Linked DNA regions of Mus musculus: all the other regions are linked to region 1. Evidence: chromatin contacts called from public Hi-C data. All regions are on one chromosome and are shown on one strand. Each heading gives the region's core, a stretch centred on a gene start, on an enhancer-like site or on the middle of the called end of the contact. The rest is flanking DNA. Distances are from core to core; before and after follow the strand shown.

Region 1 (3,339 bases), core at 183-2,682:
TGTCTCTTTTTGAGCACTTGTGAGCGTGTAAGGAATTGTGTGTTTTCTTTGTGAACCATTAAATTTATCCCTGGACTTCAGTTGCCTAAGTCATCCAAACTGTAATTGGAAAACCATCAGCACACACAATTCTGTTGGTTTGCTACGGAGGACCCGAGCTTGTGCATGAATGTGTGGAGCGTGCTGACATGGCGACAGGATCGGGTCGGGGTGGTTGTGAGGTATCTTTGGCTGCTGGGGTACTGTGAGATGAATGGAGTGAGAGAGAGGAGGTGACCTGAGGCATTAAGTATCGTCTCATCCTCACAAGAGAGTCCTTTGTTCTTTTAAGGTCAGAGGTCTGAAGTGAACAGGAAGCCATCTTGGAACTGCGCACACGTGCCTGGGTAGATTTTTCCCTCCTGGGAAGAGACATTGATACAAAGTTGCCACTGTGAAACAGCCTTGGAGCAATTCCCTCTGATCTCACTTTTAGTTTGTTTTCTATTTTAAGGAAACTGTCTTATCTCAAATGGTTATCATTTTCCACGGCAGTTTGCAACACTGGTGGTCAACCAACTCCTTGGTACTGATTGGAACTCTCTACCAATTGCTGGGTCCCTGTGGACCACTGTAGGCTTAAAGTCATGGGTCTTCCTCCAGGACCCTACGGATGCACATTTGAATACTCAGAGGTCCTAGATCAGAGCACAGCCAGCAGTGTGGAAGAGGCCACAGGACGAAGGCAGAGGCCAGTTTTCAGTTACACACACACACACACACGCACACACACACACACACACACACACACACACACACAACACAGCTATGACACTTGCCTAATGTCTCAAAAGTCCGTCTTCCCAGGTCCTTAGGCCTCAGGGCCCTGTGTGGTTCTTGAATGGGTCGGAAAGTGAGGTTAACCCTCTCCTCTGTTGCCAGTGGAAGCGAGAACAAGAGTTTGACCTGCAGCTGCTGGAACGGGCTGCTCAGGGGGACAGAAAAGACAAAGAGGAGGGCTGGCTGAAAGTGCAAGCCACACCTGTCATGGAGTTGGACCTGGAGCCACAAGACTATGACTTGGACATCAGCAGAGAGGTGAGGATAGGGGCTTCCTTCATGCTTTCTAGAAGTCACCAGGCAGGGTTCAGCTTCACTGTTGCCCAGGAAGGTCCGGACGCTTGAGATCGTAAAGGCGTCCATGTTCTAAATCACACTTAAGCCTATTTCTGATGATGTGGGGAGAATTAAGTGACTCAGCATGTTCCCAAGAGGATTAGAAAATGTTCCCTGGATCATTAGTGGTGGCCCTCGAAAATGACCTCTTAGGCAGACTATCATACGTGGTGGGAAAATACAGGGCAGGTCTGAAAAGTCACAGGAGACATTTCCAGCCGGGACTGGAGCCAATTTCGATCTGAACTCTTCTGCTGCCCTCTAGTGGCCCACTTGCCTCATGACAGGTCAGGCCTAGGAAAACAAGGCAGGAGAAAGGAAGGGAGGGAGGGAGTGCCAGGCAGTCTTCTAGACATCTCTGGTCACCTGTGGTCTGTGGGCAGTGTCTGCAGCTGTTTCAGTCCTTTGTGTCCCTAGCACTAGGATGGCACGCAGTAGGCATGCTATAAATGTCTGCTGGTGGAAGACATTGTTATATGAATTTCCAGTGCCCCAAAACATTTGTGTAGGAACTTGGCCTGCTGCATTTTTCCCAGGTGTAGGCTGAGTTTGGGTGAGATTCTAAGTCTTCCACAGGTGCCCTACTTAGGTAGAGGGGGAACTTTGCCACTGTGGTTGTGTGTGTGTGTGTGTTAAAATCTGGGTCTCACACATGCCAAGTACATAGAACTACATACCTAGCCCTCCCATTTCAAGAGACAGGGCAGATCCATTTGCAGGTTTTTGTTTTGTTTTGTTTTTCCCTTTGAATGGTTAGGGATTCATGGGGGAAAGGAGCTCTGAGAACAAAGAGAACACTGTAGGTAACTCGGTACTTGAGTTTCTAGGTTCTTGGTTCTTGCAGTCAGTAAATTCAGCCTCCTGCCCCAGGTCTTTTTCTCTGACAGCCTAAACAGTAGCTGCCAACAGTCTGGCGGCTTTCTTATTCACAAAGAGCCTCCATGTGCTCTTGGCAATGCGAGGCTGCCCTCTGCTGTCCTTCCTTATCTCTAACCTAAATCCTCCTGCTACAATGCAGTCTACTTCCTACTCTAGATCTGTCCTGGTCGGATGACAGATTTTTTTCTTGCCACCTTTCAACAAACTGAAGGGCCACATGGGTTCAGTTCTGCTACTGAGACCAAAATCCACCTAGTCAAGGGGGAAGAAAACTATCTTGAGGCAAATTAAGATGACATTTTGAAAATCGCAAGCTTAAATATTCCTAAAAGCGTGGACAGAGGTTTTCAGAACTTTAGCTAGCAGGTTAAAAACAGGGATTCCCACTGGTGCTGGGGGAAAACAAAATTAACTTTTTTTTTTTTAATTTAAAATGTACTGAGACAACCAGTAGAGTTGGTTCTTTCCTACCATGTGGGTCCCCAAGATCAAACTTGAGTCATTAGCCTTGGCAGCAAGCAGCTTACCTACTGAGCCATCTCTCAAATGCACAAATTTAACATTCTTGCAGGAATGGGGTGCTATGAAGACTGAATCTGTATATAGCATGGGGGAGGGGCCTTGTCACCAGAGCACTGTCCCAGAGGAAAGAATGAGAGAGCTTTTAGGAAAGGTAACTTAGATAAACCTGCAGAGTCAGGCTGGGGGCAGGTGGAGAACTGAAGAGAGGACCATCAGTCTTCATCCGTTAGGTGAAGGTAAAAATCTACGCTCTGCCCAGAAGTACGAAAAGCACCTTGGTTATTAACCGGTTGCATGCTGTCACTGCTGGTTCAAGCTTTTCAGTCAGTCAGGTCTGACCTGTACGCCCCCCAAAGTCAGAAGTGTGTTTGAGATGGGAGAGGTTTTACTACGGTTATGTCAGCTCACCCATCCGTTTTGGGTGGTCTCTAAGCTGCCTGGCTCTGGTTCGACCTTTTTTTGTTTGTTTATTTGGTTGGTTAGTTGGTTGGTTGGTTGGGCTTTGTTATTTTCTGTTTTGAGACAGGACCTTTCTAGGTAGCCCTGGCTGGCCTGGAACTCACTGTGTAGACTAGAGATCCACTTGTCTCTGCCTCTCCAGTGCTGGGATTAAATACACGTACTATCTCACAGCCCTGAAATAAGACTTCACTTACTGAAGTCCTATTTCAGTGCCAGATCCCTAAATTAGAGCAGAAGAAAGCTCCTTAGGTGGGAAGGACACCAGAGCTCCCACTGAGCCCGTGTGGCTGGAGGGTCGGCTCACTGGGGCTTTGAGTGTAG
Region 2 (3,790 bases), core at 602-3,101, 1.2 Mb after region 1:
CGAGGCTCAGCTCAGTTTCAGTCGATACTGAAAGGTTAAAGACTAAAGACATTGCCCTTGCTTCTCTTGCCTCTCTTACTCTCATACTCTTGCCTCTTGCCCCTTGCTTCCCCTTTCCCCATTCCCTTCGCCCCCTCTTTCTATGTGGTCATGGCCAGCCTCTACTTCTCTACTCTCTCCTTCTCTTTGCCTTTCTCTGCTTCTACTACACTCTGAACTCCCCTCCCCATGCCCTGAATAAACTGTATTCTTTTTTTTTTCAATTTTTTATTAGGTATTTACTTCATTTACATTTCAAATGCTATCCCTAAAGTCCCCTATACCCTCCCCTGTCCTACACACCCACTCCCACTTCTTGGCCCTGGTGTTTCCCCTGTACTGGGGCATATAAAGTTTGTAAGACCAAGGGGCCTCTCTTCTCAATGATGGCCAACTAGGCTATCTTCTGCTACATATGCAGCTAGAGACATGAGCTCTGGGGGTACTGGTTAGTTCATATTGTTGTTCCACCTACAGGGTTGCAGATTCCTTTAGCTCCTTGGGTACTTTCTCTAGCTTCTCCACTGGGGGTCCTGTGTTCCATCCAATAGCTGACTGTGAGCATCCACTTCTGTGTTTGCCAGGCACTGGCTTAGCCTCACAAGAGACAGCTATATCAGGGTCCTTTCAGCAATATCTTGCTGACGTATGCAATAGCGTCTGCGTTTGGTGGCTGATTATGAGCTAACTGTATTCTATACTAAAAAAAAAAAAAAAAAAAAAAGACTAAAGACATTAATTGGAGGTCATAGGACAATTTAGCTGAGGAGCCTACATACAAGCCCAGGAAATCTGAACTTTATTCTAATGACCTAGCCTGGTACCTAGGACAGAATCAACCAAAGAAATGTGGCAAAGGATCTTTGTCATGTTTATGAACTGCAGGCCAGCTCTGTGCATGGATCTTTGCTGCCTTCAGCAGATCTGAAGCATGCCTAGTGGTTTTTATTAAAAGGAAGAGAGGTGCCTGGGAGGGACTCAGTAAAGGGGAAAACAATGCCTGCTACACCCCCACCCTCTAGGAGCTGGGTGCCTTGGCCACAGAGGAGACACTGATGCCTTCCAGGAGAACACAACTGAAGCAGTAACAACAACAAAGTGGCATGGGGAGAAAGAGCAGAAATCAAGACTTCAGTTTTCAGCTGTCACCTGTCTATCATAGGCTCTGAAACAAGGACAGCTGTCCTCTGAGGCATGGCAACGCCAGTGTGAGCTAGCTCTAGAATCCAGATGGAAAGAATAAAATACAAAGGAGAGAAGCCATGATGATCATGTGGCTTAGGCTAAACAAGGCGTTCCGGGTCCCACTTTGGTCCAGATTCTCTTCTCCAGGTGACTCACCATGTTTGGTTGGTCCAGTTCCTTGTTCAATGCAGAGACTGTGGTAGACAAGATCAGGGAACCAGGGTCCTCAGACCAGTTAGAATCCCATTCTGGCCTCAGTTTGTCCCATGTATAAAATCAGGAGGTCAATTAAATTTTAATACCTTTAACATCTTGAAAATCCCATGTGCCCTCGACTCACTTTACCCACAGCCATAAATCAATATCCTTGGGGCAAATGATTTCATTTAGGTCAAATGATTACTTGTACATATACAGGGGAGAAATAAAGACACCACACACACACACACACACACACACACACACACACACACACACCTCCTGAACCTCATGTTTATAGAGCCCACTCCCACCTCAGTCATACACAAAGCATCCAGACAGTCGAGCAGAGGCACAAACACCTGGACTCTCTAAGCTGCTCCTTCCCCCACCCACTCTCTTGATCCCGCCCCACAGCCCCCTTTCCAACTCCCCTGCTGGGTAGCCAAGAGGGCCTAGCCTTCCACTGTCTAGTTACCTAAGATGATGGGCTGGTGCCACCCAATGGTCAGGATCAGAAGTACACCCTTGGTTTCAAGACCCAAAGGGGATTGGAAAGGGTCCAGGGTCATTCAATCCATCATTCTCTGTGCAGTGAGGTTGTGTCCAGAGTTGCCCTAGATAGACCAGGCTGCCTATGGTCGTAAACCTTCTCAAAGGTCAGGGGATTGTCACTGACACTCTGGGAGACTTTGGGCCAGGCCAGAGCCTAAAAATATTGGGTGCAAACTGTGTGCTCAGCACCATTCTAGAAGCTTTATCTGCAGTCTCCTTTTGATCCTCACACCTGCTGCTTTGCAGGGCATGTATTACTGTCTCTATTTTAAATAACTACTACTAAGAGGGGTGACTCTGAGACACAACTCCAGCTCTGACTGGCAGTCACCTGGCCACCCTGGACTTAGTCTTCTCTACATCTTTGAATCTAATCATTCATTCATTCATCCATTCAGTAATTCAGTCAGTCAGTCAGTCATTCAGTCACTCACTCACTCACTCACTCACTCACTCATTCTTCCTGTGAATGTTATGGATAGGATCCATGTTAGAAAGAATTCAGAGGGGCACCAAGGTATGACTTTAAATAGCTTCTAGGCTTCAAGAGTCAATGAGTGTTGTGTCTTCCAGAGTCCTTAAATATATAACCTTAGAGGCTCTTCTTTGTCAAGTTGTATGTAAGTACAAATGGTAAAAATGAAGCCCTAGCCTAGAGTGGAAGGCAGCCAGCACATAGAGGAGAGCAGCCAATGTGCTTGAGCAAAGACTCTTCAGTCCACATTCTTCTAATCTAGGACTGCCCCAATGTGAGCCCAAACACAGTCAAGGAAAGAGTGAAAAAAAACTGTGGTAATTGGTTTCAAAGGACTCTGTTTGTGTCACAGGTGAGAGCCAGGAGCAGAGAGGCACTTCAAGTGCAGAGAAACTCGGTATGTCCTGCCATTCTGACATCTCCAGCCTCTCTCCACAGCCCAACTCCAACCTTTGTCCCTACTCAACTGCTTCTCCACCTGCATCCTCACAGAGTCCTACTTCCCAAGCTCCAAACAGCCCACAATTCACTAGCTCCTGATCTTTGCTTATTTTGATTAATGCATAGGAATAGAATAATAGAATCATAGTATGTGAAATACCAGAAAAAAATCACCCAGTCCAAAGTGTGTGGATAAGTAAGAGACCTAGGTAAGAAGATTGATCCAAGATCACATGGCCAGCATATGTTATGGTATAGCACCATACAATGTAGCCTGTAAAATAACTGGGTGCAGAGTTCACACTGCCCTTTCCAGGATCACTTTCTCCCTTTCCTCTTCATCACCATCCTTGTGAAATCAGACAGTGATGGAGGTCTGCATCAATCAATTCTAAGTCATCTTTTCACATTCCCATTCCTTTCCAGTTTCCCAGCCCAAGTATAACTGTCCTTGAAGACAGAAAACACCTTTACTTTCTTATAAAGTCTTAATTCTAGCACAATGATGATTTAATTCTAGCATGCAAATTAATAAAGGCTTAGTTCTATCATGTACATATCAATATTGGGTGGGTAGCCGGAGGTATAGATGAATGGAAGAAAGGGAGAAGGGGGAGAGTGAAGGGAAGGAGAATTCTGAGGTCTGTAGCTTCATTTACTTAGCTTCTGTTCCCAAGTGCCCCAATTACAACCTTGCCAAAGAGGTAATCAGAATGCCACATCAAACATTAAAATAAAACCACGTCTTTCTCTTCCTTGTGAAAACAGCATTTGAAGCTGAGCCTGGTGGCATAGACCTGTCACTCCAGCTACTTGGGAGGCTGAGACAGGAGACCCACAAGTCCATGATCCCCTACCATACATACATATGAAATGAAGGCACACATATACTCACCA
Region 3 (3,420 bases), core at 191-2,690, 1.3 Mb after region 1:
GAGAAGGCCCAGAAGTCATATCAGTCTACACAGTGACTCTTGAAATGTATGTGCTAGAAATGAGGGTTGCTCCCACACTGCTTCACAATGGACTGTGACATGTGTTTCTTTACAGCACTTCCAGGAAGGACTCCCGTGGAGACCATTAAAGAAAGTGTGAACAAAGATGAGGAGAAGGGGGAAATAAGGATCAGGAAAAGAAAAAAGAAAAAAATGTAAACACTGACTATCTCAGGGCGGTGAGACGCTCGCTGTAAGACCGTCTTTCTGGACTTTAATTTCTAAATTCTCTATATGTAATATGCTTTGTGTTCATGATAATACAGTGTTAACTCTAAGAAAAAGTTAGTTCTGCATGGTCTGCAATGACACATGAGGAATTAATTGAAATGCATTCTATCATCGATGGACAGGGCAGTTCCCACAGCCTAGGCCATGGAGCCTTTCCCTAGACAGCCTGAGGAGAAGCGAAAGGAACACAAATGAAAATAACCATAGGTCATTCCACTTCCCAGACCATGGCCTAACCAGAAAGCATGTGCCCAAATAATCATGAGATCCCCCCACTGCCTGGCAAAGCTCTGACCAGGCAGAACCTCAGAAACTTGATAGGTCCCAGAGACGAAAGTTCCAAATCCCTGCAAAGAGTTGAGAGCTGTTGGCCTGGCCACTGCTCTGGGTGGTCTTGTTGCCCACTTGCACTCCCCTCCTTAAGTACACCGATCTTCTTGTCACCCATTTCCATCCTTTGTCACCTCCATGCAGCAGCTTCCTGTCTCAACAGTTACCCTTGAAACTGGCTCCCACACCTGTGGGACACCTCTGATCTGAGTTGCTCACTAGGGTCTGCATCAGGACCATGCCCTCCCTGCCCCTGAACACTTTACATCCACTGATGATATGATTCAGTGACAATAAAGGGGCTTAAGGGCAGAGGCGTTCTAATCAGAGTGCCCTGTTCAAAGTCAGCTCTAACCCTAGCTGTGTGATGTTGACCTAACCCTTGGACATATCTGTACCTATGCTCACTACTCTGCAAGGTGGTGATATTGCGCAACCATTGCCACCTCAGAGGCCAGCAAGGAGGATCAAGGTCTCACCTGAGGATGAGGAGGCCTCTCTGCTTTGTTTTTATGAACAAAAAGTAAGGAGCTTCTAAAACTCCCTCATTGGCTGACTTTGAGATTATAGTTAAAAAAAAAAAAAAAAAAAAAAAAAAAAACTCCCTCAGATCTTGGTCCCCCACCACCCCACCTAGGAATTGTTCATTAATTTTTCGTTCTAAAGACAGCAGAACAATTTGCATCTTTTTTTCCCAGAGAAATTCCAGAGGGACAGTGAGAGACAAAGTGAGAGAGGGGCAGAGAAAGAACAGTGGCAGAGAAAAGAGAGAGAGAGAGAGAGAGAGAGAGAGTGGGGACACACAACAGATTGGAGCTGCCAGGCTGGCAGCAGGAACGAAGCCTCGGAAAACATGCTCACTTGCCAGCTGGGTTTCGCCAGCGAGGTTGGTTTTTTGAGTGGTTTTTTTTTTTTTTTTTTTTAATTTTCTTTTTCATTTGTGTTCACACTTCCCCCTCTTGTGGCTCATAAGAAAATCACAGGTACTGTTTTGCTCTCAAAACTTAGGGATGCGCCTGGCTAAATGGAGCTAAGCAAAGGTAACTAGGTCAAACTCTACTTGAATTACAGAATAGAGGTGGCGGGGGGGGGGGGGGACCAGGCTATGTTATATACATGACCCAGCCCCCAGATCTTTCTCCAAATGTCATGTGAGCAGAGGGAACCTCTAAGTCTCATCTTCAAAATGAAAGAACAGCTCCAAGAGACTCAAAAAGCCACAACCTCCAAGGAAGACCCCCCAAGAGGCTTAAAGAGCTACTGCGATAGAGTCATTTAGGGACAAGCCAGCAGAGAGACAGATGATATGTACAAGCAATACCCAAAAGAGAACTGATCCTTTATTGCTATACTTAAACCATGCTGAAGCCAGCTTATACCAGTTGGTTACACTGTCATGGATACCCAAAGTGCCCTTTCTTCAAAGGGTTGAATAAATGTTACTTTTCATCATGCCTTCTGGCATGTCTTCCCCAAGCCCTTACCTCTAGAGGATATATGCTGTCCTTTCCCTCTCTGACATCCCTTATCTCGTTTCCTAAAGCAGCCCCAGCCTGCTCTGCTTTCTGTTTGCAATTATGTTTGCTGTGGCCCCACCCTCCCCTAGGGATGAAAGGGAAAAATCTGGGCTTCCTGCAACTCCAGGGATCCAGCCCCCTGTAAGGAATGTGTGCAGTAGCATTTCATAAGTGTGAGTCATCCACACATACAGCTCGATCCCATAACAGACAGAAGAGGAGAGGTTGTGTCTAAAGCCAGGGCAATCTCATAAATAAATAAATAAATAAATAAATAAATAAATAAATACCATCTTTCCCTGAGCACTCTGCAATGGCAGGCATCTATGCTAAATCATAGCCCACCTGTACTTCAGTGATCCCTGCAATTTATCTTTAAATGTTTCAAAATGAGGACTGATGGACATAGGAAGGAAGGGAGGAAGGGAGGAAGGAAGAAAGGAAGGAAGGAAGGCAGGAAGGAAGGAAGGAAGGAAGGAAGGAAGGAAGGAAGGAAGGAAAGGAGGGAGGGAGGGAGGGAGGGAGGGAGGGAGGGAGGGAGGGAGGGAGGGAGGAGGAAGGAAGGAAGGAAGGAAGGAAGGAAGGAAGGAAGGAAGGAAGGAAGGAAGGAAGGAAGGAAGGAAGGAGAGAAAAAGGAAAGGAAGGAGAGAAAAAGGAAAGGAAGGAAAGAAAAAGGAAAGGAAGGGAAGAAAAAGGAAGGAAGCAAGGAAGGAGGAAGAAGGGAAAAACAAGAGAAGTTTGGGAAGATGAAAAACAGGAAGGAGAGGGAGGAAGAAGGAGAGGAGGCCTAATGGACAGTAACAATTCAGCTGCAGGATCCATGGCTATCCATACCCACTGGACTTTTCTTTATATCTTTATCAGTTTTTCACTATTTCAAAGACAAAAAAGTTAAGATAAATCCAAAATCAGCTGTATTTAAGACAGCTTACAACAAAAATACAAGTCCAAATGAGCTTTTCATTCCAGAGCACAAGTGGGCTTTAGGGCTTCTAAACAAAACATAAGTGAGTATACGTTCTGTGAGTGCGTGTTTTTCTAGGAAGATAATAGTTACAGCTTTTATCAAAACATTGCAGATTTGTAAGTCCTGTATCCTCCGAAGTGTTAAAAATAGCGACTCACAGAGAGACAAAAGACTTGCTATTAGGGAGTCAACAGTTGTAGAAGGATAGATTGAACCAGTCAAATGTCAGAGACAAGAAATGGCTTGGAAAGGATTCAGCCTCGACATTTCCCACCCCATCCGCATAGGAAAGGCAAGCCTAAAGAGAGCTCGGTG

Evidence for each region. A called contact is a pair of places that touch in the nucleus more often than the background predicts.
Region 2: a Hi-C map of the N1E-115 cell line shows a contact between it and region 1, with 13 times the contacts expected there. The contact joins two enhancer-like sites. A contact is called at or near these places in 2 of 39 promoter capture datasets (cranial neural crest and second pharyngeal arch cranial neural crest), 1 of 15 datasets of contacts at CTCF or cohesin (pro-B cells), 4 of 484 Hi-C or Micro-C datasets (the N1E-115 cell line, embryonic fibroblasts, myocytes and 1 more) and 1 of 9 other capture datasets (embryonic stem cells).
Region 3: a Hi-C map of the N1E-115 cell line shows a contact between it and region 1, with 5 times the contacts expected there. The contact joins two enhancer-like sites. A contact is called at or near these places in 5 of 484 Hi-C or Micro-C datasets (the N1E-115 cell line, cerebral cortex, cortical neurons and 1 more) and 2 of 115 datasets of contacts at active chromatin or transcription factors (astrocytes and extraembryonic endoderm stem cells).

Annotation. Positions count from the first base shown.
Region 1 is chr7:116,130,359-116,133,697 of GRCm38.p6, reverse strand. Plekha7 (pleckstrin homology domain containing, family A member 7) reads left to right here. Exons shown (of 27, transcript NM_001305185.1): 24 at 922-1,077. Among named protein-coding and RNA genes, the nearest start is that of 1110004F10Rik, 39 kb to the right of the region's middle. Within about 2 kb of position 1,432, at least 38 of the 459 cell types and tissues checked have an H3K27ac peak or open chromatin away from gene starts, as enhancers often do. A contact at or near this core is called in the N1E-115 cell line, where this site is marked.
Region 2 is chr7:114,920,497-114,924,286 of GRCm38.p6, reverse strand. No RefSeq gene overlaps it. Among named protein-coding and RNA genes, the nearest start is that of A730082K24Rik, 26 kb to the left of the region's middle. Within about 2 kb of position 1,851, at least 18 of the 459 cell types and tissues checked have an H3K27ac peak or open chromatin away from gene starts, as enhancers often do. A contact at or near this core is called in the N1E-115 cell line, where this site is marked.
Region 3 is chr7:114,872,376-114,875,795 of GRCm38.p6, reverse strand. No RefSeq gene overlaps it. Among named protein-coding and RNA genes, the nearest start is that of Gm24982, 42 kb to the right of the region's middle. Within about 2 kb of position 1,440, at least 28 of the 459 cell types and tissues checked have an H3K27ac peak or open chromatin away from gene starts, as enhancers often do. A contact at or near this core is called in the N1E-115 cell line, where this site is marked.